Regions from separate parts of the Mus musculus genome. Here region 2 is linked to region 1. A link is a contact called in public promoter capture Hi-C data. All regions are on one chromosome and are shown on one strand. Each heading gives the region's core, a stretch centred on a gene start, on an enhancer-like site or on the middle of the called end of the contact. The rest is flanking DNA. Distances are from core to core; before and after follow the strand shown.

Region 1 (5,849 bases), core at 1,083-3,582:
ACATAGCCCAAGGTAGCTTTTAACCTGGGAACCTTCTGAGTGCTGCAGGTACAGGCATGGACCACCATGCTTGGCTCCAGTCTCTGCCTTCTTTTGATTATGCAGGCAGAGAATAGTATAACTTCCCTGCCTATTCTCTTTTTGCCATGATGGAGTCTGAATCTAAGACTTCCCCTATTTGAAGGACTCTCTACTGGAGCTATATCCTCCTCTCCCTGTTCTCTGTCATTTTTTAATTTATCTGCTTTTAGGTAAGTCGCCTCATCATCTAAATGTCTTTAAGCCTTGATCTCCATACTTTACAAATAAAGCTGGTTGGATTGGTTAAGGTTCTGTAATTAGTTGAAATCCCATATTCATTCACTCCTCCGATTCTTCCTTGGCTTGATTCTTCCTTGGCTTCGATTTTGGCTGAGGCTGCAGGAGCAGGAACAGGAGCGGGAGTGGGAGCGGGAGCAGGGAGTGGTGGCTGTCATTACAGGGGCAGCAGCCACAAATGTAGATGGATTAGCTAAGAGGGCCTCGTTCTTATCAACAAGAAGGGAGGTGTGTTCAGTTGCCAGGCATGGTGGCAAAAGTCAGCTAACCAGTCTGCAGATAACACCAGGAGCAAGAACACAGTTTCCTCTGATAGCAAGCACTTCAGGCTTGTAGATCCAATGCACTCCGGCTGGATGCCCAGCCCTAGGAGGTGGGGGGCGGGGGGGGGATGCTAAGTTCAGCAGTAGGGCTTTGATGGCTCTCACTTTGTCTCATCTATCTTGTCTTTATTGTTTACACATAATTCAGAATTCCAATGATGTCTGAAGATTTTAGCTTAAAGCCTAAAAGGAGCTTTCCTCAGGCTCTAGCCCAGTGATTTGGGTCGGTATAATGGCTACACACGGGACAGAGACAGCATGAGAGGCTGGCAGCATGCATTCTTACTTCAGCATGTGGCTGCCTGGTACTCTAGGGGGACCAGAAGAGAGAGTGGAATGGCCAGAAGTTACAGAGGGTTGTGAGCCATGTGGAAGCTGGGAATTGATTCCTGGTCTTCTGAAGAGCAGTCCTACTCTGTTATGGGCATTCCTGATTTTTGTTAGATCCAGTGTGTGTGTGTGTGTGTGTGTGTGTGTGTGTGTGTGTGTTCCTGCGGAAGCTGGAATTTCAAGTTAGGAAATAAGGTTTCCAGAGTTAATTCTACACTGTGGGGTACTAGTTTGGAGCAAGTATGGGAGTGTTTTTCAGCATTCACAAGAGAAGCTCAGGCCGGAACTATTAGTGAGGGAGTAAGTTAGAAGGTAAGAGGGCTGTTATTCAAGGGACATTATCTCCTCCCAAGAAAGGTACTTAGGAAATTGTGAGAAAGCCTCAGTCACTTAAAATTGAGGGACTGAGGGAATGCTTCAGGGGTATATCTGGGTGGGATATCAAGGGTTAGGGCACTTGGGAAGGGCAAACGATTTAAAAAAAAAATCCATCTTCTGTAAAAACCCAGGGGTCTGGAGCTATGGTTCAGTGATTAAGAGCATTTGCTGTTCTTGCAGAGGTCTGGGTTAGATTCCTGGGATCCATATGGGGAAATCCCTCGATTTCTTCTGCCCTCAGCGACCATCAGGCACACACCAGGGTCACAGACATACATGCATGAAAAATGCTCAAACACATTAAAGAAAAACAAACAAACAAAAACCCCAACAACAACAACAACCCCAACCAACCTAACTTCCAAGCCTTCATACTGCCTTCTTCAGGAAGGGGAGTAGGTGAAGGATTTAGAATCCACCTCCTCCCGCCAGTTGTCATGGAGACAAACCTCAGTCTTTTCATTCCTTCTGGTACTGGGAATGAAGTCATAGCACAAAGGAAGAGACGGTGCTTGTACTTTGTGGACTGTAGTGTGGCTCCTACTGCAGCTATAGAACCAGACCCGGGGACAAAGGCTAAGGTTAGTCGCAGCTCAGAGTCCTTCCTTCTGTTAACACTTCTCAGTAGCTTCGGGGGCTCTATTGGGCGGGAGGAAGGAGTGATTCGTGAACAGAGAAGAGATAGTAGACTCCCTGGAGTTCTAGGGAATAGGGGAGCAGCTTGGCCACCGCTCTCGCGGATGCACAAGAGAGGGCGCCCCTCACTCAAATCCTTTGGGCCCCTCCACGATCGCTCCCAGCCTGCGCTGACCCCGCCTTCATCCGTCCAGAGTGCCTGTCGTTGGATGGTGGCGCGGTCTCTTCGGCTGGAGTCTGGGAGCCTATTGGACAAGACCTCTGGAACCCGCCCCTAGCCAGCTCGGATTGGCTAGCTGCACGTTGGCGCAACGGAAAAGGCGGCAGCCGGCGTGCGCCTGCGCTCCAGCGGGCTGCGCGGAGGCGGCAAGGCGGCGCTGGGGGGCTGGCTCGGGCGGCAGCGGCGGCTGTTGCGGATGGGAGCGGGCCGGTTTGGCGCGCCTATGGAGCGCCAGGGCAGGGCTGCCGCCACCTCAGCCGCGGTCGGCGAGTCTGCGGACTCGGAAGCGCGGAGGCGGGACCCGCTGAGGCGCCGGGCGAGTAGCGCGGCGCCGTCGGGGTCCGGGGAGGCGGAGAGTGTGAGACGGGAGCGGCCCGGCTCTCTAGGCGGCTCCACCTCGGCCGGCCGCCCGCGCGCCGAAGGCCTCCGGAAGAGGCGGCCGCGTAAGTGCCCCGGCACGGCCGTCGTTGTTTGCGCGCCGGCGGTGCCCGCGCGAGGGCTCCCCGCCACTTCCTCCCTGTCCCCTGGGGTGTTCTTTTCCTGAGACTCCCTCTTTTTTTCTTGAGAAGGCTCCTCCTCTCCCAAGTCCCTTTGAATCATCCATCGCGCTCACAACTGAAGCCTTTTCTATGGTGATTAATTTGGAGGTTGCTAGAAAATGCCCCTGAGGCGCAGCAGGCCCAAAACTCGACTCTGGGCTCGATACGCTTCTAAGCTTTGCTCGGTTTTCTTCCCGAGAGAATTCAGGTCATCTCGCATCCAGAGGTTTTCCCCCGTTTCCCTTCCGTTAGTTCACGGGAATTCCGGTTTCAGCCATAGCATTCTGGGCAGTAAAGCCTTTTCTTTGGAAGGGAGTCGACCTGTTCCTCAGTTACTCTTAAGCCTAGGGAGTTACTCTTTTCAGAGAATCGGGTTCTCATTTTATTACCAATTTGTGTTTCTTGTCTTGTGTGTTTTCTCCCCTTTAAAGCCTTTAGGGCTGTTGTCTAGCATCCACGACTACTGCTGAAAGTGTCAATTGTCCTAATACTGTAATAGGAACTTTTCAGCATAGCTGTCTGTGTTTTACATGTGGTTAAGACCTGGATATCAGATTACGGTATGAGGAAGGTAAATGCTGAGTGCAGGCAGGCTATGAGAATTACGGGAAGTGGCTTGATGTGTGAGGTCTGTTGGATAGTCCGCGCCCAGCCCTACCTGCTCACCCCCACCCCAGTTGCTTTTATCGATGATTTGAGCGATTGGATGTAGCTCTGTTTTGCCATGGAAGGTTTGGAGGATGTATGTATGTATGTATGTTTAGTACTTTATATCACTATATGTATATATTTTTTTTTTCTTTTCTCGACTTGTAAGAGATTTTATAATACCAGCCACTTGGGAGGTGGAGGCAGAGGAATATGAAATTTAAGACCCTGTCCTAAAAGAAAAAAGGAAAACGGATTTTCAAAGAGTTCCTGTTGTAGAATCGTTTGCTTGATAAATAACTTCCTTATTACACTTATTTATCGTGTGTGTCTGTATTGGTGTAGGTCAGAGGACAACTTTGCCCAGTCCTGGGGATGGAGCTCAGGTTGTCAGACTTGAGGGCAGGTTTTGTTTTGTTTTGTTTTTTTTTTGTTTTTTGTTTGTTTGTTTTTTTTTTTTTTTTGGTTTTTTTCAAGACAGGGTTTCTCTGTGTAGCCTTGGCTGTCCTGGAACTTCACTCTGTAGACCAGGCTGGCCTCGAACTCAGAAATCCGCCTGCCTCTGCCTCCCGAGTGCTGGGATTAAAGGCATGTGCCACCACGCCCGGCTGAGAGCAGTCTGATGAATTACCCAAGTTGGCCTCGTCCTCAGGGCAGACCCTTCAGTGCTGGGTATATACTGTGCCAGTGCCAGGCTCCTCTTCCCCTTTCTCCTTTCTTTCAGTTGTAGGTTGGAACACAGGGCTTTGTACATGTGGTAAATGTTCTGTCTCTGAGCTGTATATAGTATCTCCAGTCCAAGCACCTGAGTTTTGTTTTTGTTTTAAGACAATCTCATGTTCCAGGATATCTTCTCCTCTAGCTCCCAAGTGCTGAAGTTATAGGCTGTGCATCAAGCACCTGATTTCTAAGCAACAGAAAAACCTGAAGTTCCTTTGTGGGTTTGTATTACATTAACCTGAGCATCAATGTTAGAGGGTTAATGTGACAATTAGCCATATGTAGATGATTATGTCACCAAATTTGCAGTGTTGTTTTTGATTAGTTGTTAGTCTGGCACAATTCAGCCTGGTGAACTCCTGTGGTAGGTATGTGGTGATAGTCTGTTTCACTGACCAAAAGAATGGTGCCCACTGACAAGTAGCTACTCTGCAATTGAGGAATTTTTTTAGCCTTTGTGCTTTTCCTTCTATCTACTGGTTTCTGTTTGTTTGTTTTTTGTTATTTTTGAGACAGAGTTTCTCTGTGTAGCCCTGGCTGTCCTGGAACTCACTCTGTAGACCAGGCTGGCCTCAAACTCAGAAATCTGATTGCCTTTGCCTCCCAAGTGCTGGGATTAAAGGCATGCACCATCACTGCCTGGCTCTATCTACTGTTTTATTGAATTGTTCTTTTTTTCCCATTGCTTTAGACCAAAATAAACATGACTTGTGTATGTGTGTGTTCAAGGCTGTCTTGGGAAAAGTTATGACTAGCAAGTACTGAATGTAAAAATGGCCTACAGGGCTGGGGAGATGGCTTGTTCAGTAAATTGCTTGCTTCAGAACCCAGGTAAAAAAGCTAGGGGTACAGTGGCTTGTGCCATTGATGGCCACATGGGAGAGCAGACAGATCCCTAGAAATTCACTGGCTAGTTAGTGTAGCCTACTCGGCAAAGTTCCAGGCCAGTGAGGCACACTAGCTCAAAAAGTAGAGGGCACCTGAGGAGCTACACCCGTGCACACACACAAATGAACATTAGTTTGCACCTGCACATTTTCACATGCATGGAGAGTTAGAACACAAGTTGCTGGGCCCAATTCAGTAATTGGATTAGGAATTGGAGATGTGAGGCCCATGCCTGTAATCCCAGCAAGCCAGAGGTAGAGGCAGGCAGATTCCTGAGTTCATGACCAGGCTGGTTTACAGAGCAAGTTCCAGGACAGCCAGGGCTACACAGAGAAACCCTCTCTCAAAAACCAAAAAGAATCTGTCTGGTGCAGGCCTTTAATCCTAGCACTCAGCAGGCAGAGGCAGGTGGTTATCTGAGTTCAAAGCCCACCTGGTCTACAAAGGGAGTTCCAGGGCAGCCAGGGTGGTTACACAGAGAAACATTGTCTCAAAAAAAAAAAAAAAAAAAAAACCCCAAAAAACAAAAACAAACAAACAAACAAAAAAAAACAAAAACGAGAGAAAGAAAGGAAGAGAAGAAGGAATATGAATCTTGAGAGGTGTTTAAGACACTGCCTTAGCCAGGGCTACATAGAAAAACAGTTTCAGGAAACAAAAACAACAAAAATCAAAACGAAACCAAAAAAAGCTGCCTTACAAATAAGTAATTCAGATCCAAGAGAAATTCTGAAAGACATTTGGGAGTGTTGTATTACTATGGTTTCAGAACTTTTTAAAAAGTACTACATAGACAAAGCTTGAGTTTCTGTATTTACTTTTTGAAATTGTGTTTTATGTTTCCCAAGG
Region 2 (5,771 bases), core at 322-2,821, 230 kb after region 1:
TAACCCCAGGAGTGCGTGGTGTTTTAAAGAGGGGTGGGAAGAGGGACTTCGAGTTTGGTGAAGGACTAGAGCCTTTCTGACAAGAAGAAACTTCACCAGAAATTCATTTGTCCCCTACCCAAATTGGCTCCTAGGTGGTTGGTTCCCTTTGGCTGGGACCATCAGAGCCACTTTTGCAGGGCTACCTCTTTCCAGGCCATATATATATATATATATATATATATATATATATGAATTATATATATAATTCAGTTTTGGGGATTGGCCCCAGAGCCTTGTCTATGTTGAGAAGTGTGTTCTGCTGTTGAGCCACATCTCTACTTCTTGCTTCTTTGAGGCAGGCTTTCACTGTGTGGCTCAGCCTGGCCTTGAAGTTGGTATGTAGCCAAGGCTAGCCTTGAACTCTGTACCCCCCCCCCCCCCACATGGCCTTCTGAGGCTGGGATCACGAGCATGTGATCCACATCCAGGATCTCTCCGGGCTGAACCTACAGCGACCTGTGCTCAGCATTGCCTGGTTCCAGGTTGAAATCAGGGGAGGGCCCCCTCCAGAGACACAGTTCGGAGTAGAGGCTCTGCGGCCACCAGGGGCTTGTATTCCCTCGGACCAAGTGTTGACCTGGTGTAGTACCAGCAAAACATACGAAAAAACAGATTAGGAGGTGCAGAGATGAATAAAAAATAATTTTCTTACTTTTGTGTGTGTGTGTGGAGGGGGAGAGTTGGGGGTGGTTCAAGACAGGATTTCTCTGTTTGACTCTGGCTGTCCTACACTTACTCTGTGGTTCAGACTGGCTTTGAACTCAGAGATCCACCTGCTTCTAGAGGGATTCCGCAGTGGTCCTAAACCTGTGGGTTACTATCCCTTAGGGTTCCAACGACCTTTCATAGGGGTCGCATGTCAGATATTTATTTATGTTTCAATTCATAACAGTAGCAACATTACAGTTACGAAGTAGCAATGAAATAATTTTATGGTTGGGGGGTCACTACAACACGAGGAACTGTGTGTCAGCATTAGGAAGCTGGAGAACCACCAGATTAAAGGCATGTGCCACTATTGCCCGCTAAAAAATAATTGATACCAATTAATTTTTTTTTGAAAAAAGGAAAAAGTGCCACCTAGTATTAACGTTGGCTTTTATTAAAAGTTTGAGGGTTTTACTAGGGAAATACACTTTTTAAAAAGGGCCACTTCAGGACATGGGCTGGGTACTGAGAGGATGTGAGCATTCTTTTCCTTTCACCTGAGGTTCCTGGTTCCCGCCGGCACCCACCTGAGACCTGCAGGACGAGAGACAGTCCAGGACAAGAGGGGCCCTTTCTTCTTTTCAAAAGGGCGGCAGAGTCTGGGTAAACTGAGGTGGGCGCAGCGCTCTGACAGTGCCGGAAGACCTCGTCTGCTTTGCAGGGCGGGGCGTCGCGGGGCTGGCTCTGTTTCTGGGCGGATAGGTGGGTGAGGCGTCCCTTTTGCGAGATAGGGGAGTGCAGGTGGCTGTGCCGCGGGCAACTCCAGGCTGGGTGGCCTCGGGCTCCCCGCCCCCGGTGGGCGGGCCCGGGGCGGAGCACCCAGGCGGGGTGGGCCGGGGACGCGAGGCGGAGCGGGGCCCCCGCACAGGCCCCGGCGGCTGGCTCGGCCCTACGGTCCCGGCGGCGGCTGCAGGAGGAAGCCCAGTGGCTGCGGAGGAGGGGAGGCGGAGAGGCCGAGGCCGCTCGCGAAGACGCTCCCGGGCTCCGCAAGGAAAGGTACCGTGCGGCCTCCCCGACCCGGGCTCGGACAGCCACCGAGCCTCGTAGGCAAGGGGCTCCCGATGGAGGCCGGCGGCGGGCGGTGGGCAGAAGAGGCTGCCCGGGCTGGCCGCGACCCCGGGGTCCGGGCCGCATCCTCCGGACGCCCAGCGCGGCGGCGCAGACAAAGCCGGCGAGGCACTCGGTCGGCCCGGAGGGTGTGCGCTGTGGAGGGGAGGGAACACAGCTTGCGGCGGCGGCGGCGGCGGCGGCGGCCCGGCGTCTGCCGGTCTCCTTGGGACAGCTGGAGGAGTGGGGAGCCGCTCTCCCGCGGGTTGCCCCGGGGCTCACAGGCTGCCCGGCTTGGCCGGAGCCAGGCTGACGAAGGGAAGGGAGCAAGTCGCTTCGCCGGGAAGGGGTGCCGAGGCCGGCCGCCGGCTTGGAGGTGGCGCGGCTGTGGAGCAGGTGAGCGGTGCGCGGACCTTTTGGGTCTTGCACCTGAGCAAACCGCGCCGTGGCTGGCCCTTTCGTGAGCCGTGCCCACAGGTTGTTGGAGGAGCCAACTGATAGTGGCACAGCACCGTCCCGCCTGGGGTCCACTTGGCCGAGCTTGTGGGGGAAACAGCAGGTGCTGAGTGGAGGTCACCCAGGCTGGGGGTAAAGAGAAGGTCAAGAAAGTGTTTGAATGGCCCTCATTTATTTGTGTTCTGCTACCTCTGTCCCTTTCCTCTTACAGAGGAAGGAGCATTACAGGGCTTGAAGGGCCGCGCTTCCTCCTGGGCCCTGTGACCATCCCTTTAGATGTCCCTGGCATTTCTTACCCAGCAGGTTTTGAGAACAGTCTTTGTCCGCCCTCGTCATTTCACAGTCTCCCTGTTTGGCTTTGAACCTCATCCCCCGTCAGCCAGGCACCCAATTCCCATCACAAGGATCTCCTCGGAAGTTCTGACTTTAAGCAGTGCCCCTAAGAAGCAGGCACCCTTTCCTTCTGCAGTCCATCCAGGGCCGCTCTAGCAGGTTTTGCTTGCCTTGCAGTGTCTTTAGAAAGCTCTGTCCTAGAGTTGTATCTTTCCCTGGGTGCCCCAGTTCCTCCCTTCTACCAGCCTGCCCTAGCCTGTCCCCTTCCCCTTAGTTTTGCTGTTAAATGCTTGAGGGCCCCAGGGCTCTGTTCTCAGCATTTCCTCTCCTGACTGCCCTTCTTGCCATCCTCTGTTCACTTTCTACCCCTGTTTTTATTCTTTCTTATGATTAAAAAATTAATTTATGAATACAAAGATCTCTGTTTTTGACTTATTTTATGTGTACTAGTATTTTGCCTGCATGCATGTGTGTGAGGTTGTCAGATCCCTGGAACTGCATTACAAGTAAGCTGTCTTGTGGGTGGGTGCTGGGAACTTAACTCTTGGTTCTCTGGAAGAGCAGCAAGTGTGCTTAACCGATGAACCATCTCTCCAGCCCAGAACTCAAAGATCTTAAGTGGTTTCATGCTCATGATTTTCAGTGGCAGATCTTGTCTCTGGCCCTAGCTGGATCCTACCGGTCTTCTGATGTCTTAATGTGGACAAAGCAGAATCCTGACAATGTCGGGGGCAGGATTGACAATACTTGGGTCATGACATCTGAGAGTGGCTGATAATCTATCTCTTAGGACAGGCAGCTCGGACCCCTTTCCACCCACCCTTCACAGCCAGTCCTAGAACAAGGCCTCTTGGTCCTTTGCAGAGTTCATCTAGGGTCCATTCTCCGTGCTAGGATGAACTTTGCAGAGTTCATCTAGGGTCCATTACCCTTGCCTCAGGCTACTGCCCCACCCCAGTCACCTTTTAAGTGTCCCTAAATACTGTAGTAGCCTTCTCCCAGTGCACACACTTACCTTCTTTGCATCTATTTTTAACGGAGCAGCAAGAATAACATAGAACATTTTGATCAGATACTTTTATTTCTCGATGGCTTCTTATTACACTCAAATAAAATCTTAGAGCTTTCCCTTGGCCTAGTTGACCCTCTGTGACCTCTTAGCCTTATTTGACTCTTGACACCTTATTTTCTCCCTGTCAGACACTTCTATCTCTTCAATACCCTAAGCTTTTTCCTGACCCCAGGGGCTTTGCTTGTGGTATCTTCTATGACTTGAAGATTTTTTTCCCCTAGTGCTTTTACTGGTTATACTTTGCTTATATTTTTTAGTTCTAAATTTAAGTGTACCTTCCCAGGACACCATACTAGCCCATGTAGAGGACCTCTTCTACACATGAGCCATTGTAGAACTTGATTGTATATTGTATATGTAACTTCACTTTATGTGTAAGAGTTGATAACTCTTAGTTATAGTTGTCTCAACTTTGTTTGACTTCTTAACCTTGACTGGTTGGCCCATGGCTATACCTGAGGTATCTTGCTTGGTGTTCTGTAGGTAACACTCAGGAAAGCTTGATCCACAAAGATGAGGTTGGGCTGGACTAGAAAAAAAATGGGCATTACAGTTAGCACAGGAGACTCCTGTAGCTTTAAGTGATCCTGAAGGTTTTTATTTTGTTTCCACAAAAGCAGTTGTGAAAATTGATGCAAGAATATGAGCCAGCCAGTAGGATGTGAAAAAGGGAAGCAGAGAAGATATGGGTACTTTGGGGTCATTCTTGTCTAACAAGGGGAGACCAATCACATGTAACTGCATATCAATTGCAGTTAAGTGATTTCCTTTGATTTCTTGGCTAGACATCCAGGTGTATGTGTGTGTGAAGCAGTGGGTATTAGCTATGTAGAAAGCAGGCTCTGTAATTCAGGACATGGGGACAGCCTGGGATTTATTTTCAACCCACTCCCTTGGGTGGCTGCTGCATGCTCAGACCTAGGGTGGGAGGGTGTCGAGAGGAAGAAGCTGGGTTTGGGGGGTTTGCCTCTTTATGAACCCTCATTGTGGTATCCACACTTTTCCAGTTTGTACAGAACAGCCACTGGAGTGTTGAGTCATGGGGCCATCACTTCAGGGTAGAGGGGGAGAACCAGGGGACCACTGATAGGGAAGGGAGGGGAGTTGGGATCGTGAAGGGGGAACCTAGGATAGACCCAAAGGTCACACTGTGGGTCAAGTGCTGGAGCCAGGAGCTGACAGTTCATATCTGAGGCTGGCATATCTAGAAAGGGCTATGAATTGGCATAGGTGGGAGCCAAGAGGGCATCCTGAGGAGGGGAAATCTAGCCAAGGGCAAGAGGGTAGGGCAAGGTTCTAGTGTGCTCAGTGGGCACTAGATATTGTTTTAAGGACTCTGCAGATATTGACTCTTTTAATGCTCTTAGCAACTTACCTGGTTGCCTTTATTTCCATTTGATTGAGGGCAGACTGGAGGCACAGTATTACGATTGAGAGTGGCAGAGTGAGAGGTCTGGCTCTTGAATCCAGGCCACTTTTCCCATGGCTCTAGGATTTGGGCCAGTGGAGGGCTTCTTAACACTTGCTTGGAGTGGGCGGCCAAGTCTCTGTTTCTGACCTCACTTTCTCTTCTGGAATACATTCCAAACCCACGTCAAGGAATTGGAGTTCATGTACATTGATGTCAGGGTTTGGGGGAGGGGAACTCTGTGATTCTAAACACTAATTAGAATGTCACCTCTTGGTGTTTTTTTTTTTTTTTTTTTTTTTTTTTTTTTTTTTTAATGTCCCTGTCTTTGCTTCTTTGAATTCCCCTTCCCTGGAGAGGGCAGAGCTCAGTAGAGCTCTGCAGACATCCAGCCTCTTTCTGACTTTGCCTAGAACAGTGAGGTAGTGCTCCCAGCTGGGGTCTGAGGTGGGCTAGATGCGGTACAGAGCTGAGGGACAGAGGAGTGGGAGTGCCGTTGCCTCTTTGTCCCTAGAGGCTGTGGAGGTCAGCAGTTTTGTGGGACTCTGTTCTTAGGGGTTTTCTCAGGAGTGTGGGTTCTGGGACCCAGGCCAGGGCAGCAGTGTCTGTGAGCCTTTTCCAGGGACACCTCCAGATATGACCACCCCTAGGGTCCTGACTGGCTGAGGAGGGGCTGCTAACCACACAGACATAATGTTTATTACA

The links. Promoter capture Hi-C pulls out the DNA fragments that hold promoters and counts their contacts.
Region 2: a contact with region 1 is called in a promoter capture Hi-C map of neutrophils. The contact joins the promoter of Smox here to the promoter of Pank2 in region 1. A contact is called at or near these places in 21 of 39 promoter capture datasets (the 3T3-L1 cell line, 3T3-L1-derived adipocytes, the C10 cell line and 15 more), 20 of 484 Hi-C or Micro-C datasets (B cells, CD4 T cells, CD8 T cells and 13 more), 8 of 115 datasets of contacts at active chromatin or transcription factors (effector CD8 T cells, embryonic forebrain, embryonic limb bud and 5 more) and 4 of 9 other capture datasets (adipose tissue, liver, macrophages and 1 more).

The regions. Positions count from the first base shown.
Region 1 is chr2:131,260,168-131,266,016 of GRCm38.p6, forward strand. It overlaps Pank2 (pantothenate kinase 2), which reads left to right and starts at 2,333. Exons shown (of 7, transcript NM_153501.2): 1 at 2,333-2,648. The coding sequence starts at 2,402.
Region 2 is chr2:131,490,291-131,496,061 of GRCm38.p6, forward strand. Smox (spermine oxidase) reads left to right here and starts at 1,572. Exons shown (of 7, transcript NM_145533.2): 1 at 1,572-1,746. Gm30679 reads right to left here and starts at 1,986. Exons shown (of 2, transcript XM_030252306.1): 1 at 1,278-1,986. The coding sequence starts at 1,884.